Linked DNA regions of Mus musculus: regions 1 and 3 are each linked to region 2. Evidence: chromatin contacts called from public Hi-C and HiChIP or PLAC-seq data. All regions are on one chromosome and are shown on one strand. Each heading gives the region's core, a stretch centred on a gene start, on an enhancer-like site or on the middle of the called end of the contact. The rest is flanking DNA. Distances are from core to core; before and after follow the strand shown.

Region 1 (4,091 bases), core at 979-3,478, 430 kb after region 2:
AGATAGATAGATGATAGATAGATAGATAGATGATAGATAGATAGATAGATAGATAGATAGATAGATAGATAGATAAATTTGATGTTAAAATTCAAATTGTCTTTACAACAAAAAATGCCCAACAAGAAATAAGAAAACAGTAATAAAATAAAGGAATGCAATACTTACCATCAGCAAAACAAGGGCACCTGGATTGTATGACAAATTCAGATTCTTCCGAATCAGCACGTGAATTCGAAAAGCTAGAGGAGTAGGTAGAAGACAGTGGCAGGGACCCAAGGGAAAGGGAGCCAGATAGGCTGGTAAAGGCTCAGAAAGCCTTCATCTTGCTAGTTCTGAGGGAAATGCAAACAACTAATCACAGCGGGAACAATCTCCTCCCAGTGGATTGGCAGGCGTGTGGGTTTGACAGGAGGATGGGGATAGATTCGTCTTGTCAAATACTCTGGGAGAGTGTGCACAGGTTCAGCCGCTCTGCAGAACAGAGTGGCGACCTGCAAGTGGGAGACGCCTCACCTCTCTAAGACCTGACAACTCCATGCCCAAGAATGAACCCTACAGAAACTTTTCCTCAAGTCTACAAAGAAATGTGGGTGGACCTGAGTTGCTTCCTCATTTGAGCAAAACACCCTGATCTTAATGAGGAAAGAATTCTTTTAAACGTATGCTAGTTCTTATATGATAAGATCATTTACAGGTATTAAAATATATGAGCCAGAACTTTATGTATCACTAGGGTAAGTTTCAAAACACAATGCTGTTTGAAAAGAGTGAGTCTCGCCGGACAGTGGTGATACACGCCTTTAATCCTAGTACTTGGGAGGGAGAAGCATGTGGATTTCTGAGTTTGAGGCCAGCCTGGTCTACAGAGTGAGTTCCAGGACAGCCAGGGGTATACAGAGAAATTCTGTCTCGAAAAAAAAAGAAAGAAAGAGAGAGAGAGAGAGAGAGAGAGAGAGAGAGAGAGAGAAAAGAAGAGAAGAGAAGAGAAGAGAAGAGAAGAGAAGAGAAGAGAGCGAGTCTCAGAGATATCGTTCTGTTTATGTAAGACACAAATCTACACAAAAAACTATTTGAGCATAGACATTTAGATAGGTAATAGATAAATGATAGATAATAAATGATAAGGGAGAAGATGAACAATAGATTATAGATAGGTACAGATGATGTAGACATGGACATATAATGACCTGAGCTGAGAGAACGCTCCAGCACACCAGGAGAGGGAAAGAAGAGAAACAAGAGCAGGAGGCGTCCACATTCACCTATCATACCTCAAAATGTAAGTGTGGGATTGTGGCTCAGTGGTAGAGAATCCCACTTATGTGGCCCTGAGTTTGAGTTTGATCCCTAACAGTGGGGGGGGGGGGGGGGTGGGAAGAGAGAGAGAGAGAGAGAGAGAGAGAGAGAGAGAGAGAGAGAGAGAGAACCTTAAGAAAACATTAGAATGTAGTTTAGAAATTTGTGTAGTTGATCTGGTATGTTTTTCCCCTTATACTTATATACTCTACAGTTAAAGATTTAAGGAAATAGGAGATCTGGGAAGATCAAACTTCGTGAGGAGTTGCCGCCACAATGGTTTCTGATGACTGACAGGGTCTCTGGTGGCATGGCATTCCCAGGAGTAAAGAACCCAGCTCCTGTAGCTCACTGTGTCACCTGGGAAACACTTGATCTCTCTAGTCCCCAGCCCAGCACCTTACCATCCACCAACACATTCTGGGAGCCTACGCGAGCCATTCCTGGCTGTCTTGTGCTAATGATTCTGTTAGCAGGCGAGAGCAGCTGTCTCATGCAGAAACGATGTGGGTGAGGTTTGTTTAGCTTTTTGATTGTGAACTACAAGCATAGACAGTTGAGGGGGACAGTGTAATGACTCCATGAAGCTGTCACTTGCCCTCAGGAAATCACACCTGAGCACCCCAGCTCATCCACTCACGATGTATCGCTTCCACTGGATGCTTATCTGGGAAGCCGCAGACAGTTCATCACTGAAAGAGTAAGAATTTTTACCAAGTCCAAAAGGTAGGATCTAGTTGTAAAATATACCCTGACTACCACCGTTTAGCGCAAGTACCACTGTTCTGTTTGGCTGTGACATGCTTTCCCCGGGCTCATGTGCTTGAACACATGGTGCCCAGCTAGCATGGCTGCTTTGGGGGTGTGTGCAAGCTTAGAGACTTGTGGTATTTCTAGCAGAAGTGGGTCAATGGGGGCAGGCTTTGATACCCCGTTTGATATGTGACCTCACCTCCGGTTCCTGTCAGAGCACCCTCCTTCCTGACCTATTATCAAGATGTGAAGACTAGCTGCCCAACTTTCCCACTTCCTGGCCACAAGTCACTCCAGCCCGCTGCCACGCCCACCACCACCACCATGATGGCCTGAAACTTTGTACCAGAACAATGTCCTCCAGCTTCTGTCAGGCGCTTGTCACAGAGATGAGAACAGTGATAAGTACAGCAGTAAAATGCATTTATTGTTCTCACTCAGGCTTCATAATTTCCAGTATTTCTTTCTGTGATTTATAACCCAAATATAGTCTATATCTTTTAAGATCTCTTTCTCCCTCTCTTACCCAACTATTTATCTTTAGAGTTTCAATACAGTTTGAATTTTTTCTGATTGCTAATCTGCAGTTAGATTCTAGGGCTTGCTTAGATTCAGGCAGGGTTTGGGGAGTGCTTTGGGAGCACCCGGGGTATATCTCTTTCTGTATGTTGGGCCCTCACTTATTATGTAAATTCATTAGATAGTGAATGTAGATGGAGTCCTATGCCAGAAGTGCTGGTCTGGTATACCATAATGTAGTTAAGTCCAGCTTCTCACCGCAGAAATCAAGAAGTAATAGTGGAATCATCTACAGTGCCTTTTGGGTTTTGCGTCATACGTTTTAGCTCATGTTCCTAGTGTCAGACAAAATAATTCCTACTGTAAAACAATGAGAGAGAGAGAGAGAGAGAGAGAGAGAGAGAGAACCCCATAATGAACCATTCGAGGCTTTTGCATCCAGTGCTAACTCAGGCTGTGCTCACATAACTCACCATCTTTTCCTTGGCTGGACCAGCACTCTCCCGGGGCCTTCCTCACAGTACAGACTTAGGACTCCATGTTAAACAAAGCCCAAGAGAGATTTCCCAACATCCTGGCTCCTTGAGTTACCTTGTATCTCTGCCCGACATTTGGTACAGCTGTTCCTGCATAATTTCAAATTTCCTTGTCAAAAACAAATGGCTTGATTCCAGAATCTCAGAGTTTAAACAAACAAAAGAAAAACCAAACCAAACCAAATCAAACCACCACCACCACCAACAACAACAGCAACAAAAACCTCCAAAAATCCAGAGGCCCAGTGTGCACTGTAGGAAAAGATGGAGGGCTCTTCCTGTGAGTCCACATACTTACTTCTTGGCTTCATGAGTAGTGGTAGAAAGACTCCCCAAGCTGAGATTAGGAGAGGTCCCAAGAACAAAACAAATCACAGCAATTGTGTGGGACCAATCAGTCTCCCATCTTCATCAGAGACTGAGCCATTGGGATTGGCTAATGCCCAAAAGGCATTGTTTCTCCTAGCTGGATCATCAAGGTTTATCTCTGCAATTTTAGTTCAAAAGCTCCACTTCTGAGAGTCGCAATAGGCTGGGATGCCATGCCAATATGCCAATCAAAGAGAAGAGAAGACTCGTTGATGGGTGGGAGCTCATTAGGAAAAACAGACAGAGCTGCAGTAAACCCACACCTGTCTTCAAGGGCTGAAGGGATGCTGAAATTTTATAGGAAAGGGAAATAGTGGGAGGTATTGGGGAGCTAGGGGTGGGGTTTGTGTAGCTGAAAGCACAGGTGACTAGCCAGGCCAGTGATGTGACTGAACGGTTATTGTGGTTGCTCTGTGAGGGAAGCAATCTAGTTCCCTTGCAATGATTGCTCCTGCTCTGAGATGCACCCTCAGAGTCCAACAGGGGTAATTTTGTCACCTTTGGGGGTGATCTCATCAGGGGCCATCTGTCCTGCAGTACTTGTTTCGGGGATATTGATCTATCTTGTCATTTCAGAAACCCAAGGTAATTGCAGAGGAGAGTGTCTTGGGAGGA
Region 2 (4,282 bases), core at 978-3,477:
GTAAAGAAACTGCTGACGTGACTACTTCATGGTATGGCTAAGGAAAAAGGTTTGTTTTGTGTTTTTTTGTTTTGTGTTTGTTTTGTGTGTTTGTTTGTTTGTTTTAACTGTAGATATGAGTGAGAGAACAGCCAGAGGCATCTGGAACAGTCCAGAGCAGAGAGAAAAAGAAGTAGACTGAACGTGGCCAGGGCTATCTGCAAGAGAGGGAAGAAGACCAGGATATAGAGAATAGAGATCATGATGAGAATTGCACCGTACATGGAGGGTGAGCATCTGTGGGGAGGGAGGGGCCAGGAGGCTGGAGTGGGCACTTTGAAATGTAGACAAAGTACTTATGGTACTTCAACCACAGGTGTGTGTCAATGGAGAGCCGTAGGTCCCACTGCTAGAGAAAAGAGAAATGGTCCCTTTGGCAGATGGGAAGTGGCCTCACAAGTTCCCGAGGAAGGCTGGCTTTTATTTAGCCACCAGAAATCCTCCTATGCAGCTCAGGTTGAACATTTCTGCATAGTTGGATTGGCTTTTGAAGGTTGAGGAACTGGAGTTTCCTTTGGATCTAACAGAGGTCTGAGGACAGCACTGACTCCTAGGTGCTATCTATCTTGTGTTTTGGGACAGTGTCTCTCACTCGACCTGGAACTTACCAAGTAGGCTAAGCTGTCTGGTCATCCAACCCCAGAGAACTGCCTGCTTCCACTTCCCCGGTGCTAGGGTTACAAGGTCATGCCAACCACTATGTCCAGCTTTTTAACATGTGGATCCTGGGGCTTGAACTCTGGTCCTAGTGTTTGTCTTTGTGGAATGAATATTCCTGAGTCCCTTAATTTTCTTTTAAATGAAAAGACTGTTGTTGGACATGGTAGTTGAGCTGGTGTGTGTGTGTGTGTGTGTGTGTGTGTGTGTGTGTGTGTGAAAGAGAGAGAGACAGAGAGACAGAGGGAGAGACAGACAGATACACACACAGAGACAGAGAGAGACAGAGACAGAGAGAGACAGACAGATGAGGGAGGGGGGAGGAGGGAGACCCTTGACAACCTCAACACCTTCAGGGAGGGGCCATCTGTTGATAGTGTTGTGGTATTGTATTTTGGGAGCCATGTTCTAGGGCCAGGACTGCAGAGGGCAGAAATGGAAGGCTTGCTATCTTCAGGACGGCGTTGATGGTGGTAATGGCCCCACTAAGCAGGAAGAGGGCACTGTGGAATCATCAAGCTTTGAAACTCTGGGTGGGGCCAGCCACACAGCTTCAAGGAGTCAAGTTGAACCAGCCCACTTGGTTGGTTAGCTACAAACTGCTGAGCTGCCTCAGCAACAATTCTACTATCAGCTGATGGCTATTAGAACCCTGTTCTGTAAGATCATGGTCACATTTGATCTTTACGGTCATACTCCAGTCTTACAGGTGGGAACACTGAGGCTCAGCAAAGACAAGAAAAGCCATTTAAGGTTAACATCATCTAGCTAGCAAACTGTTGAGCTGGCAATCCCAACCACACCTCTGACCCCAAAGCCCAAGCCACAAGCCACTTTGCTGTGCTGTACCAGAGCTGAGCTGGGCAGTCAGCATGCTTCCCACAGAAGAGTGGGGGTGGGGGTGGAGGTAGGGGGTGGGAGGTAGGTATATCACATAGCAGCTGACACCTGCCAACTCTACCTAGGTGTCAGTTGCTATTTCACAAGTAAGTTCTGCTCTGGTTTCTTCTCAAGGGCCACTAGGTCTGGCCAGGATGTGGAAATTTACCATCAGGTTCCGTCTGACCTTGAACGTTGCCAGTAGAGAGTAGGGTGAGGTCCGCAGCCTGTGAATCTGAGCTCAACCCCAGGTTGGTGAGGGCTCTTGGGTTGCCTACCTTAGGCATGGACATTTCCTGCTCATCTGCAGGGCCAGAGTGGATGATGTTCCAGCATAGAGAAAGGAGGAGCCTGGGACCTAGGACAGCTTCCTGGCATATGTCTGAGGCTCCTCCATCCACAGGATACTGGTAACCAGAGACTGGTTTGACATGAGGGGGCTGTGGGTAGTGATGGGGTGCCCTTTGGGAGAATGGGGAAGCCATGGTTAGATCTTGTCGTTCTGAGCTTCCTGCCCCTCCCTCACATGGGCAACAGAACCAAGCTGCCAGAATCAAATGAGCCAGAAGAGGAAGTTTTAGATGACTGACTGGTATCTTCATTTGCAGATCAGGAAACTGAGGTTTGAGGGCAGCTATGACTCATAATAGGTGACAAGTCACTGAGGGTTGAGATGAACAAGCACCCGAGCTCCCTCAACCCCTGCAGACACATGGCCTTCCTTGATGGGGGTTGGGGTGGGGGTGGTTCGATGGCGTCATCCGAGTCTAGTCGTCCTCCTGTTCCCTGGAGCCAGCTCCCCCTACAGGCCAGACATACATTGCCCTTTGCCAGGAGGTCTGGGCACCTTAGCTGCATGGTCTCTGTTCATATGTCAGGTGGCCTGCCTCCTCTCCTGAATGCTTGCTCGTCTTCTATTATGTGGAACACTGTTTTCTTCTCTAGTAAGGGTACCCCAGTTTCCTGCTGGAAATGATCCCTGCTCTGATTCCCACAACACCAGATCTCTCTCAGTTTCTGTTCTGCCTCTCTGTCTCTCCGTCTCTGTGTGTGTGTGCGTGTGCGTGCGTGTGCATGCATGCATGCCTCAGTTCTCTCTGTCTCTCAGCCTCTCTGTCCCTCCCTATTTCTTTCTGTATCTGTCTCTTTCTCTGTCTGTCTGTCTATATATATTTCTCTCTCTCTCTCTCTCTCTCTCTCTCTCTCTCTCTCTCTCTCTCTCTCTCATACACACACACACACACACACACACACACACACACACACACACACACAGCATGTTCCTCCTTTACCAGGTGATAGAAAGGGCAGGCACTAAACTCCGGTGCGGACATGAGTAATCTAGACTCTAGAATGTTTGAGGCTCACACCTCCTGAACTCTACACTCCCCATACCCAGGAGCCAATCTGTTTCTTCTGCAGAACCGTCTCTGTGATCTCGGAATGGCTTTCCCAGAATTGCACGGTGCTCCTCCGCCCATGCTGCCATATGAAGGACCCACTTGTGTGCCTGCCCTGTGCCTCAAGTGAGGCAGATGCTTGGTAAATGTACTGTGGCTTCAGTGCCGCCATAACAGAGAGAGCTGCTCATCTCCCCCCCCCCCCGCCCCCGGTTCCTTTCTGAAGCCTCCCTTCCCTCTCTGATTCCTCTTTGAACCCCCTTCAATTTCCTGCCTTTTCCACTGAATTTTTCATTGGGAAGAAGCGCGTTTAAAGATGTGAAGCACACGCTTTGCTGGGTCTCAGCTTTGATGAATCTTTGATGCTGAGGCTGAGGAGTCAAGGAGATGCACCAGGCTGGGGAAGGAGGGAGGGGCGGGGAAGAGGCCTGCAAGGATGTTATCCTCCTTCCCAGCACCTCCCACAGGGAGTTCATACACCTGCCATGTTCCTAGCCTAAGAGTGTTCTGCAGTGGGAACCTGCGTGCGTGCAGGCAGGTGTGGTGTGTGTGCGTGTGTGTGTGCGTGTGTGTGCGTGTGTGTGTGTGTGTGTGTGCGAGTGTGCGTGTGTGTGCGAGTGTGTGCAGGGCCATGAGGCTTGAGTAGAAGAGACTCCATCCAGCTTGAGACTGTACTTCAGCTGGCTGGCTGTGGCATCTCTGATTCCATGTACTCTGTCCTGAGCCCTTTCATTTCCTCTCACATCTCCTTGAGCTTTGAGGTCATGCAGTTTCTAGGCCGGCACAGTCCTTTCAGTGTGACTCCTAACCACACCCGGAGGCCCTAGCAGCAGACAAGCACCCCCCCCCCCCCCGGCCCCTGCCCTGCCTTCAAGAATTGATAGCCACCGCTGTCTTATACATACAACAACAGAGGATGATGGAGGGCCGGAGCCCTGGTCCTTGGCAGTGAATGACTGGCTTGGAATGCTAATCTGACCTGAATGTTGGAGGTGAAACGCTGAAGGCCTTGTGTGGGGAGATGCTCCCCCAGGCTCAGGGTCTGGTCCAGATGTTTGATGTGGTGGGGGGCCCCCCTCACCCTTACGTGCTGGTCTGCATAGCGTCTCTCAGGGTTGAAGGGATGTCACCAGGCAGGGAGAGGTGACACGTCCCTGTAATTCACTACATCTGCTTTTCACATGGTAAACACTAGGCTGCCCCACCCCTGCCCCACATATGTAGCATATGTGCAGCTTGCTCTCCATGCAGTTCTCCCAGCAACTAGAGTGGGGCTGTCCCTGACTGTGTTGCATGCCTGTGGATCC
Region 3 (3,982 bases), core at 1,059-3,558, 450 kb after region 2:
GATAAAATGGATCAGGAAGGGACAACAGCTCTGCCAGCTCCCAGCCATAATGCTGTCCCCAATGGCTTCAGTGACAGAGGCAGCAGTGGGGGGATGACAGGTGAGTAGGTGTCTAAGCATGGCACCAACAGAGTCTAGGCTGACAGAATGGCTCAGGTGACCCAAAGGTACCAGACATGGGGCCCAGAGACTTGCTGGGATCACATAGCCGGTGCGTGGTGAAGACTCACAGTCACATCTCCTGAGCACTCAGTTAGGCAAGGCAGGGTGCTGGTCGTTGTCCCGTGTGGCCTTGGGTGAATGCCGCCATGTCCCCAAGAATGAAATGAGGACTTGGACTCCTTGGCTTCTTCACCTCGCTTTTGTAACCATCCTTGCAGGAATGTAGATTCTGAAGAAACACATGTGCTCCCTCCCTTTGACTGTCAGACTGTTAAACAATGGAACTCAAGACACTGGAATTTCCCTGGGACTCTCATGCTGGGAGAAGAAAAAGAACATTGGGTCCCTGGTGCCAGAAAGACACAGCTTGTTTCCCAGAAAGTGATCTCACAGAATTCTAATAATTTGTCAGACCACCCTGCAAGAGAGAGGAGGACCAGTACAAGGAAGGGACCATACTTTGGTCTATGAGCTATGCACAGCCCCTGCCCTTTATTTAAACCTGAGCCCTCTCTCAAGACCCTTAAGATAGTCATGGTGCTGGTAGAAGGTCACCATGCCCTCTTGTTCTTCTTCTCAAGTGAATCGATCCCTATTTCTGCTTCTGACCATTCCTTGCCCATTTGGATTATTGTAGAGCCTACCTTCGTAGGGCTGCCAGAACCCAGGCTGTCACCCTAATAGATCTGCCAATATTGCCTCTACTAGAAATTCCATAGGAAGAACCCCACCACCCCATGTGGGGGCCTCATATGGATAATGAATCAAGTACTAACTGGAGACAGGACTCTATCTACGGCTGCCCCAGTGTGCCTTCTAGCTCTGTGACACACACCAAAAGCAACTCGCCTACGTCGGACTGGTCACAGTCTTGAGGAAAGCCAGGGTAGGAGCTTGAGGCAGGAACCTGGAGTAAGAGCTGATGCAGACACCACTTACTGGCTTGCTCCCTGTGGCTTACTCAGCCTGATTTCTTATAATACCCCAAGACCATCTTCCCAGGGGCAGCTCCACCCATAGTGGTCTGGACTCCCCCACATCAAACATTAATGATAAAATGTCCCACGGATTTACCTACAGGCCAATCTGAAGGAGACAATTCCTCAGTGGAAGTTCCCTCTCCAAACTAGATATATCTACTTTGGGGCCAGATTCTTATAGGGCGGTGGGCATGAGAAGCAGGCCACTTGAGATTCAAATGCCAGAGCCCAAGGGACTGGTCTTGGCCAAAATCTGTTGAGCAAGCTGCGGTGGGTGGGGGCATTTGGCTTCAGAAATTGATCAGGAGGGCAGGAGGATGGGATGGGGGAGTAAGAGAGTTTGAAGCATGGTTGGCAGCCTGCAAAGACACTGGCCACCAGGAGCAGAGAAAGCAATGACTTTCTAGCAATTTCCTTTTTAAGCCCTCTCTTCTAAGTGAGCTTCTTTTAATTTATTAGGGGAGAGATTTTAAATCATCCTCTCTCTCCCAGCCCACCTCTGTCCTCCACTGCTGAGATTTCCCGGGACTATAAATTTTGTTTTAATGACAGTTTAGAAAATGAGCAAATCTTTGCTGACACTTTTATCACCTCCAGAATACTTTTAATAAGAGGTTTCAGTAGATTGCGTTCCTGGAGGGGGAAGGGAGAGGCCAGTCTGAAGATCTAGCAACCTAGGAAGACTGCTCTCCCAGGCCCAGTCCCAGCTCAGCCACCCAATGCCACCCACTCATGTCCTCCTCACCCCCAGAGGAATCCCCACTAAGCACCCCAGATGCCTCAATGCCAGCTTCAGTCTGTCCACCCACTCATCTGGCAGCCTTAGGCAGATTCACCCCTCCCCATGCCCTTCTACCTCATCTGTAAAAATCTTGCCTATGTGCAAGAGATAATTAGTGCAGACCTATTAATAATGGTTAAGCATAATTAGCCACTGACATCCAGTACCACACCTAGTTCTCAGACCGGCAAATCAGGCCCTTGAACATTTCTCAACCTGAGAACAGAGCCAGCCCCACTGGGCTGGAAAGCACAGGGCCAGCCACCCTATCGATGAAGGCCTGGCAGAGCAAGCCACAGATGTCTTGGTGTGCTCCCTGGTCAGGTGTGGTGAGGGCAGGGGTGGGGTGGCAGGGCTCTGCAGTGCCTGCGGCAAGGTGCTACCTTTTAGAGTTCTCAGCAGAACTAGGGAAGTGAAACATACCAGCCCCAGGGAGGCCAGGAGGAAAAGCCTCAGAGTAGATGGGCTGCAACAGCGGTGCGTGTGTGTGTGTGTGTGTGTGTGTGTGTGTGTGTGTGTGTGTGTGTGTGCTGAGCAGCAACTGAGGCTGGGACAGGAGACTGATTGGAAAGAGTGATGGGACTTGTCACAGTGTCACAGTTATGGACTAAAGAGAGCAAAGCCTGAAACACTCGACCACTTAAGGGATAGCGACAGAAGCTGAGAACTGGCTGGATAGAAGGCAGGCGAGCGTGCATGGAGCATCAAGGCTTGAGAAGGTGGGGCTTGAGGGCTACCACAAGAATGACAACCCTGGGAGGTGTGGATCTGACAGTGGGTAAACCTTTAAAATGGCTACTTTAAAATACAGTGGAGAGACAGACCAATTTCATTTTCTTTGAGAAACACTCAGGTATGGTGGTTTGCTCGGACCAGGGAGGATGGACAGAAGGATTAAGAACCCAAGCTAGGAGCTGGTGAGATGGCTCAGTGGGTAAGAGCACCCAACTGCTCTTCCAAAGGTCTGGAGTTCAAATCCCAGCAACCACATGGTGGCTCACAACCATCTGTAATGAGATCTGACTCCCAGCTACAGTGTACTTACATATAATAAATAAATAAATCTTAAAAAAAAAATAGAACCCAAGCTAGCCTTAGCTGCAAAATGAGATCCTGTCTTAAAAAGCCAAGTGCCAGAGATGTAGCTCAGTGATGCAGTGGCTAACACCCACAATGCCTGGGGTTCAGTCCATCCCAGCCCTGTGAAAAGGATCAGATACATTGTTGAAGGCAGACTTGTTTTTCCTTTCCATATATTATTCCCACTTTATATCCCAATCACAGTCCCTCCTCCCTCCTCTCCTCCCAGTCCCACCCTTACAGATCAATTCACTTCTTCCATTTGTTCTCAGAGAAGGGGAAGCCCCTTCTGGGTACCACACCACCCTGACATCTAGTCCCAGCAGGACTAGGCACATCCTCTCCCACCAAGGCCCAACCAGGCAGTCCAGGTACGGAAAGGGATCCGAAGGAAAGAACAGAGTCAGAGTCAGCCACTGCTCTGATTGTTAGGAGACCCACATGAAGACCAAGCTACACATCTGCTACAAACTTGTAGGGGGTCTAGATCCAGCCTCTACATGCTCTTTGGTTTGTGGTTCAGTCTCTGTGAGCCCCCATGGGCCCAGGCTAGTGGACTCTGTTGGTCTTCTTGTGGTGTCCTTGACCCCTCTGGCTCAGGCAATTCTATTCTCCACTCTTCCACAAGACCCCCTCAAGCTCCTGATGTTTATCTGTGGGTCTCTGCATCCGCCTTCATCCGCTGCTGGATGAAGCTTGTCAGGAGACATTATGCTAGGTTCTGTCTGCAAGCATAGCAGAGTATCATTAATAGTGTTGGGTGTTGGCTCTCTCACATAAGATGGGTCTCAAGTTGAGCTAGTTATTGGTTGGCCATTCCCTCAGTCACTGCTCCATCTTGTATGCAGGACACATTTTGGGTTGAAGGCTTTGTGGGTGGGTTGATGTCCCCCGCCCTCCCCTGGGAATCCTGCCTGGCTACAGGAGGTGGCAACTTCAGTCTCTATATCCCCCTCTGATAAGAATCTCAGCTAGGGTC

The links. Hi-C and Micro-C count contacts between places; a contact is called where the count stands out from the background. HiChIP or PLAC-seq counts read pairs in DNA pulled down with a chosen protein or histone mark.
Region 1: a Hi-C map of group 2 innate lymphoid cells shows a contact between it and region 2, with 2.1 times the contacts expected there. The contact joins two enhancer-like sites. A contact is called at or near these places in 4 of 484 Hi-C or Micro-C datasets (the N1E-115 cell line, bone marrow-derived macrophages, group 2 innate lymphoid cells and 1 more) and 3 of 115 datasets of contacts at active chromatin or transcription factors (CD8 T cells, T-cell acute lymphoblastic leukemia and microglia).
Region 3: a contact with region 2 is called in an H3K27ac HiChIP or PLAC-seq map of acute myeloid leukemia, with 5 times the contacts expected there. The contact joins two enhancer-like sites. A contact is called at or near these places in 3 of 484 Hi-C or Micro-C datasets (CD4 T cells, the N1E-115 cell line and bone marrow-derived macrophages), 3 of 115 datasets of contacts at active chromatin or transcription factors (T-cell acute lymphoblastic leukemia, acute myeloid leukemia and microglia) and 1 of 9 other capture datasets (embryonic stem cells).

The regions. Positions count from the first base shown.
Region 1 is chr9:61,424,948-61,429,038 of GRCm38.p6, forward strand. No RefSeq gene overlaps it. Among named protein-coding and RNA genes, the nearest start is that of Gm34322, 16 kb to the right of the region's middle. Within about 2 kb of position 2,229, at least 39 of the 459 cell types and tissues checked have an H3K27ac peak or open chromatin away from gene starts, as enhancers often do. A contact at or near this core is called in CD8 T cells and group 2 innate lymphoid cells, where this site is marked.
Region 2 is chr9:60,997,069-61,001,350 of GRCm38.p6, forward strand. All of the region lies in intron 1 of Gm51680 (a long non-coding RNA gene), which reads right to left. Among named protein-coding and RNA genes, the nearest start is that of Gm5122, 18 kb to the right of the region's middle. Within about 2 kb of position 2,228, at least 126 of the 459 cell types and tissues checked have an H3K27ac peak or open chromatin away from gene starts, as enhancers often do. A contact at or near this core is called in CD8 T cells and group 2 innate lymphoid cells, where this site is marked.
Region 3 is chr9:61,447,378-61,451,359 of GRCm38.p6, forward strand. It overlaps Gm34322 (a long non-coding RNA gene), which reads left to right. Exons shown (of 3, transcript XR_379516.1): 2 at 1-100. Among named protein-coding and RNA genes, the nearest start is that of Gm34322, 6.7 kb to the left of the region's middle. Within about 2 kb of position 2,309, at least 22 of the 459 cell types and tissues checked have an H3K27ac peak or open chromatin away from gene starts, as enhancers often do.